Linked DNA regions of Mus musculus: region 1 is linked to region 2. Evidence: chromatin contacts called from public Hi-C data. All regions are on one chromosome and are shown on one strand. Each heading gives the region's core, a stretch centred on a gene start, on an enhancer-like site or on the middle of the called end of the contact. The rest is flanking DNA. Distances are from core to core; before and after follow the strand shown. Region 1 holds the start of Fkbp3 (FK506 binding protein 3). Region 2 holds the start of Trappc6b (trafficking protein particle complex 6B).

Region 1 (3,192 bases), core at 299-2,798, 6.0 Mb after region 2:
CTCTTGTATATTCACTCAAACAGTTCTACAGTGTACTACACGTTTCATAAATATGGCTGGACCATATCCTGACGCCTGGAGAAGTGTGAGAGTTCTTGGGTCTCCCAACAAGATCTTAAGTGAAAATACAATCTTCTCAAAAGAACCCAGAAACTTTTTAAACCGAAATGACAGGACTGTAAAAACACAGGCATGAGTATGTGAATGATCACTGGAAAATACCCATTTAAATGTCACTAAATGCATTTTCATATTTTGGAATCACACAGCACTCGCTATCTTGACATTTTTGAATCTGAAAATCTGTAGCAAAACTTAATTTAGGCTGCACCTTCTATTTTAAAATGGTAGATTGATGCACATCGTGTATGACCACTGAGGTGGGGCAGTGGTGGAGAGCGCCTTTAATCCCAGCACTTGGGAGGCAGAGGCAGGTGGATTTCTGAGTTCAAGGTCAGCCTGGTCTACAGATCGAGTTCCAGGACAGCCAGGGCTACACAGAGAAACCCTGTCTCAAAAAACAAAAACAAAGCAACCCCCCCCCCCCGGAAAAAAAAACCTCAAAATAATTTAACTGAGGTACAGAACATGACGTGATGGAGCAGGGCTGTTATTCCTAGCACTTGCTAGATGAAGGTAAGGTCAAGGGAGTTTGAGGCCTGTCTGGGCTATGAGATGTTGCCTCCAAAAAGATTAAGGAGTCGGGGGGGCTGGGGTGGGGGTGGGAATGAATGACCCTTCCTGAAGGGCAAAAACTCAAGTCTAACAAAATAACCCGTGACTACAAAATGGGTGGCTAAGATGCGGACAGGGCTGAAAGCTGCATTATACAACTAGAATTTTTCAAATCTGCGTGCTTATAATCACAGAAGCCCGCCGTATTAAAAATTCACATTTAATTCCCCTAAGGTTATTTTGTAAAAGATTTGTAACAAAAAAAGTTAAAACAGTAATATGTGGGTTTCTGAAAATCACGGATCATAGTTCGGTATTCAGTACATGGGTAAGACAAACTAGATGCACACGAGGCTCCCTCGCATCCTTACACCCCTCCCTCCCATTTCCCAGTGGCCAGCACTGTGCGCCCCGGCAGCATGCACTCCCGAGTCCTCGCCCCCGCCTCAGACGCCAGCATTTCAGGGTCCTTCTCCTCAGGTCCTCGGCCCTCACAGATCCTGTCTGGGATTTAAATCTACGGCCGCAGCTCCAGGGCCTGCCCTAGGAAATAAGGGCCGAACCCCGCGGAATCTGGGGCGGCCCAAGGGGCGGGAGAGTGGGAGCTCACGCGGGCCGCTCAGGCCTGGCCAGCACCGGCCACAGAGGGCGAGGGCGGGGGCACCGAGGAATCCGGTATGTAAGGCATCTCCGGGGGGGGTGAAGCTGCCCCGGGACGCCCCGGCCTGGCCGCCCAGATGCCTTTGGTACCGAATCTGAACCGTGATCCTGCAGAAACTTGATAATGTCCTTCTTGGGCAGCTGCTCGCTGCGCAGCTGCTCCACGGTCCATGCACGCTGCGGAACAGCCGCCGCCATCTTCCCCTGCTGCTGCCGCTGCACTGAGCCAGCCCGCCTCAATCCGGCGCGGTCCCGCCCTCAGGGCGTGGCCCGGGCTTACGCCACGCTCTAGGGGTGGGGCCTCCGCCTTTTGGAATCAGCCCACACTTTCTACGCAGCCCCGGCCCTGAAGGGTGGCCTGGGCATGCGTGGCGCGCGAGGAGGCGGGGCTTCTGCTTTGCTGAGCCTGGGGGTTTCTTCCGTCCACTCTCTGTCCCCACGGGTCCTGCGCGGGACTCCGGGGCCCGGCCGCCATGGTCCTAAACCGGATTGACTCGTGAGCTAGGGTGATGTCAACACTGGGCTGTGAGGGCCTTGTTGAGTAGAATGAAAATCTGTGCAGGTCTCTTGGCCAGCGGCATGCAGTGATGATGGCAAACCTTATTTTGATGCTTTCTGAGGCGTTCTTTGGGCAGCCATCACGCCCACTTGTTTATTATTTACGGCTTACGATGTCTTTAAAAGTACAGATTGTAAACGGTTTAAAGAAAATAACAGCATTCGGGTTTTCAATCTCATTTTAGGCTAGTTCTACTCTAATCTTATCTGGATTGGCCTAGTCCTTGCCCATCAAACAATTTCCACAAAACTAAATGCAAACCTCTCCCGACAGAGCTTTGCCTACAAATTTAGAAACTTGAATAAAACAATGTAATTACGCTGTACTTAAAATACCTCTTTACGATAGTGAGGGTGGTGTATGTACAGCAAGAGCTTCGCGTGTTTGTACTTTGTTTCAGTAACTGAGGAAATAGATGTTTACCGATTTTGTACTGGTACCCAAGACTAAAAGCAGAAAGCTGTCACTAACAGAACTGGGCAAGAACACTTACTGCTCTATAGCTGTAATCATTATGTGAGAGTTAAGATATGAAGTGTATGTCTGTAGCACTTAGGAGCCCGTATAGCCCCTTACAAGATGAGGCAGGACATTGGCCAACTCAAGGTCATTTTGGTCTGCATGCAGAGTTCCAGGCCAGAGTGGGCCTCAGAGCAAGAACCCGTGTGAAACAAAAACATACGGAGGAAAACAGAAAAAGAAATCCCACGACAAAAATGTATTTGTTTTAGTTTCTCAATGAATGCAGGGCCAGAGCACATTCTTTAGACAGACAAAACATTAAAACTGCCATTTGTATAACACAAAACTGCATTTTCTCAGCATAGATGGAGAAAAATATTATTTATCTCTACTTTTGCTTCAATCATGTTACGGTTACAAACGATGACTGAATGCTTGTCCTGGGGTCACGAAGTTATGTATCTTAACCCCGTATGTAGTATGTCGTTAGCAGTGACAGCTCATTTAAAGCACAGCAAAAACTACATTCTATTTACTTATGTTAATTTTGACCTGGAAACTCTGGACGTCAAGGATGACCTAGACCTGATTCTCCAGACTCCTCCTCAGGCCAGAGCCACCGCTCCAGGTTTGAGATTGCCTTCAAGCCCGCTCGAGGGATGGGAAGGGTAACAAAACGAAAACAAACAAAACACAGCAAAACTTGCAAAGATGCTAAATCCAGACACCCGCCCCCAGCCCGTCACACACTTCGCGCAATACGCATGCGCTTCTTCTGATTTCCGGAATGGCAACCAATCATCTTCCCGCCGCAAAATCGGCGGCGGGTTCTTTAA
Region 2 (3,181 bases), core at 193-2,692:
ATATTTATATACTCATAAATAAAATAAGTAAACTGTTTTAAAAAGAAGTCAATAAAAGGTAGGAAGATTAAAATAATGGCTGAGATTTCATGATAAAAGATGAAGGAATATATTACTAGTTGTTTTGTGTTGGGGAGAGACTAAATGTTAAAGGCAGCTTTAGGCAACTACCAATGATAACACAGTGAAGATGCTGTAACGGGGAGTGGGGGAAGGGTTCTATTGTAGATGGGTGTAATTTGGAATAGAATTTAAGCAGGCTGAAGAGATGGCTCAGCAATTACAAGTACTGGCTGCTCTTCCTGAAGACCTGGGTTCAACTCCCAGTGCCCACAATGGCAGCTCACAACTCTCTGTACTTCCAGTTCCAGGGACTAACTATGAAGCCCTCCTCTGGCCTCTGTTGGCATTTGGCATGCAGGATGCACAGATAGACATGCTGGCAAAATACCCATATACAGAAAGCAGATGTAAAGCACTAGGCATGCTTACTGTTTTCCAGAAGAATCGCGAGAGACTAAGAACTCTCACACTCGATGTAACCTCCAAAAGGATGGGGTTACTTACTGTGGCACTCAACATTAACACCAAACTCCTAAAACCAGTTCTGACATAATGAACACTTAAGTATTTTTAAGTAATTAATTTAAGTGGTTTCATAATTACTGCTGAAAATCTCGCAAAGTTTCCTTGCTTTAACTCCACGGTTCATCAGGCTGTGGCCTTGGAGTTGTGTGCAGTGGTATCCTGAATCAAGAGATGAGAAAGGTATAGTCTCGCTGGGACAGTGGCTAGCTGGCCTCTAAAACTGTTGGAAAATTAAGCAGGAAAGTCACAATCAGCTCTGCAGTTAGACTCTAGGTAAATCTTATCAAGGTCAAGAATAAAGTCCTGTAGCACGCACTCAAAGGAACATACGGGCACGAACACACCACACAGAAGACAAAAAAGGAGATGGATGAGAGATCCCATCTCGGAGGAGGCAGCCGACAGACAGATTATATTCTGTGGGATGCCTCTAGGTGGACCAGCTCGGTCTAAGCTACCGGGCGTCTACGTCAGCAGGGCGGGAGAGGAATGGAGGCAAGTGTCACCGCAGGACCCCAGGGTGCGTGGCGGCACTCACCACTTCCCCCTGCTCGGCGGACTTGTACACTCCGGACACCATCTCGTTATGGAGAAGCAAAAACAACGCCTCGTCCGCCATTTCCCGCCGATCCCTCCAGCGCCGAGTCGGCTCCGATCAGTGCGGGACTCGAGGTTCCCGTTACCCCGCGCCCACCGCACGCCGTGCTCAGCGGCCTACCCGGGTCCTAAGGCCGCGGAAGGCCGCCGTGGACCGCGCCCCTCCCCGGGGCCGCCGCCACTGGGCCCTAGAGACCCTGTGACAGCCCCACACTCTGCCAAGACTATAGCGCTGGGCGTGGAGCCTGAGCCACTTCCGGGCTGGGCTGAGCAACTTCCGGCGTCCTGCTCTACGGTGGGTGGGCTGGTGATTAGCTGCTGCGGCCTGGTCCAGGCTCTCCCAGATGAGGCAGGGTCAGGGGCATAGGGCTAAAGGGTAAAGAACCAAGGGTCTGACTTGAAAGTCTGGCGTGGTGGTTCATATATATAATCCTAGCGTCCTGGGAGATGTAGCAGGAGGATTGCCTTAAGTTGGAGACCAGCATAAATTATAAAAAGAAGCCTCTGTCAAATATATATATTACACATAATATATTATATATGCAATACGTTATATGTTATATAATAGATGTTGTATATATTATATATAACATTATATATATATATATAACATATATATATATATTCTTTTTTTATTTTTTAATTTTTGGCCAGGTGGTTGGTAGTAGCACAAGCCTTTAGTCCCAGGCCTCAGGATGCAGAGGCAGGCAGATCTCTGAGTTCGAGGCCAGCCTAGCTCAATCTAACCTCAAACTTTGAGCTCCTTCAGCTTCTCATGTGCAGGAATTAAAGGCTCGCACCATCACACCGGCTTCTAAACCCTCTTCAGACTACAAATAGCAGATCAGAATACGGTGGATTAAACGAAGTTTACCAAAAAACAAAAACAAAAAAAGCCTAAAAAGCCATCTTGCCTTTGAGGATTCTTGGGAAATGGATTTAAGGGACAATTAGTAGTGGTATAAGAACATAAACCCACAAGACACACTTAAATAGGAAAATATAGTCATTATGAGGACCAGGTAAAAAGTGCTGGCAGAGGCAAGTGGATCTCTTAAGTTTGAGGCTAGCCTGGTGTACAGAGCTAGTTTCTTTTTTGTTTTTTTGTTTTTTTGTGTTTTGGTTTGGTTTGGTTTGGTTCAAGATGGGGTTTCTCTATATAGCCCTGGCTGTCCTGGAACTCACTCGGTAGACTAGGCTGGCTTCAAACTCAGAAATACCACCTGACTCTGCCTCCCAACTGCTGGGATTAAAGGCATGTGCCACCACCACCGGGCCAGAGCTAGTTTTGTTTTGTTTCTTTTCTTTTCTTTTCTTTTCTTGGTTTTTCGAGACAGGGTTTCTCTGTATAGCCCTGGCTGTCTGGAACTCACTCTGTAGACCAGGCTGGCCTCAAACTCAGAAATCTGCCTGCCTCTACTTCCCGAGTGCTGGGATTAGTTTCTTGACAGACAGAGGTACACAAAGAAACCCTGTCTCAATAAAGCAGGAAAAAAAAAAAGGCTGAAGATTTTTTTAAGAAGGTTTATAATAAATTATTATTATATATAAGTACACTGTAGCTGTCTTCAGACGTACCAGAAAATGGTGTCAGATCTCAATACAGATGGTTGTGAGCCACCATGTAGTTGCTGGGATTTTTTTTTTGTTTGTTTGTTTGTTTGTTTGTTTGTTTTTCATGACAGGGTTTCTCTGGAACTCACTCTGTAGACCAGGCTGGCCTCGAACTCAAAAATCCGCCTGCCTCTGCCTCCCAAGTGCTGGGATTAAAGGCGTCGCCATCACGCCCAGCTGGTTGCTGGGATTTGAACTCAGGACCTTTGGAAGACCAGTCGGTGCTCTTACCCACTGAGCCATCTCTCCAGCCCCCAAGACTGAAGATTTTACAGGTGTCACTGAAATGATGTACACAAGAGTCTGTGCTAGAACAATGCCTACAAGTACAAATACGCATGCTTCGTTATAACACGCCCTGTATCAGGGCTGGTCCTGAATT

Evidence for each region. A called contact is a pair of places that touch in the nucleus more often than the background predicts.
Region 1: a Hi-C map of regulatory T cells shows a contact between it and region 2, with 5 times the contacts expected there. The contact joins the promoter of Fkbp3 here to the promoter of Trappc6b in region 2. A contact is called at or near these places in 6 of 39 promoter capture datasets (cranial neural crest, frontonasal cranial neural crest, hippocampal neurons and 3 more), 6 of 484 Hi-C or Micro-C datasets (CD4 T cells, LSK cells, cerebellum and 3 more), 1 of 115 datasets of contacts at active chromatin or transcription factors (astrocytes) and 1 of 9 other capture datasets (liver).

Annotation. Positions count from the first base shown.
Region 1 is chr12:65,072,390-65,075,581 of GRCm38.p6, forward strand. It overlaps Fkbp3 (FK506 binding protein 3), which reads right to left and starts at 1,549. Exons shown (of 7, transcript NM_013902.4): 1 at 1,426-1,549. The coding sequence starts at 1,533. It also overlaps a transcript of Fancm not described here.
Region 2 is chr12:59,060,030-59,063,210 of GRCm38.p6, forward strand. It overlaps Trappc6b (trafficking protein particle complex 6B), which reads right to left and starts at 1,443. Exons shown (of 6, transcript NM_030057.3): 1 at 1,127-1,443. The coding sequence starts at 1,207.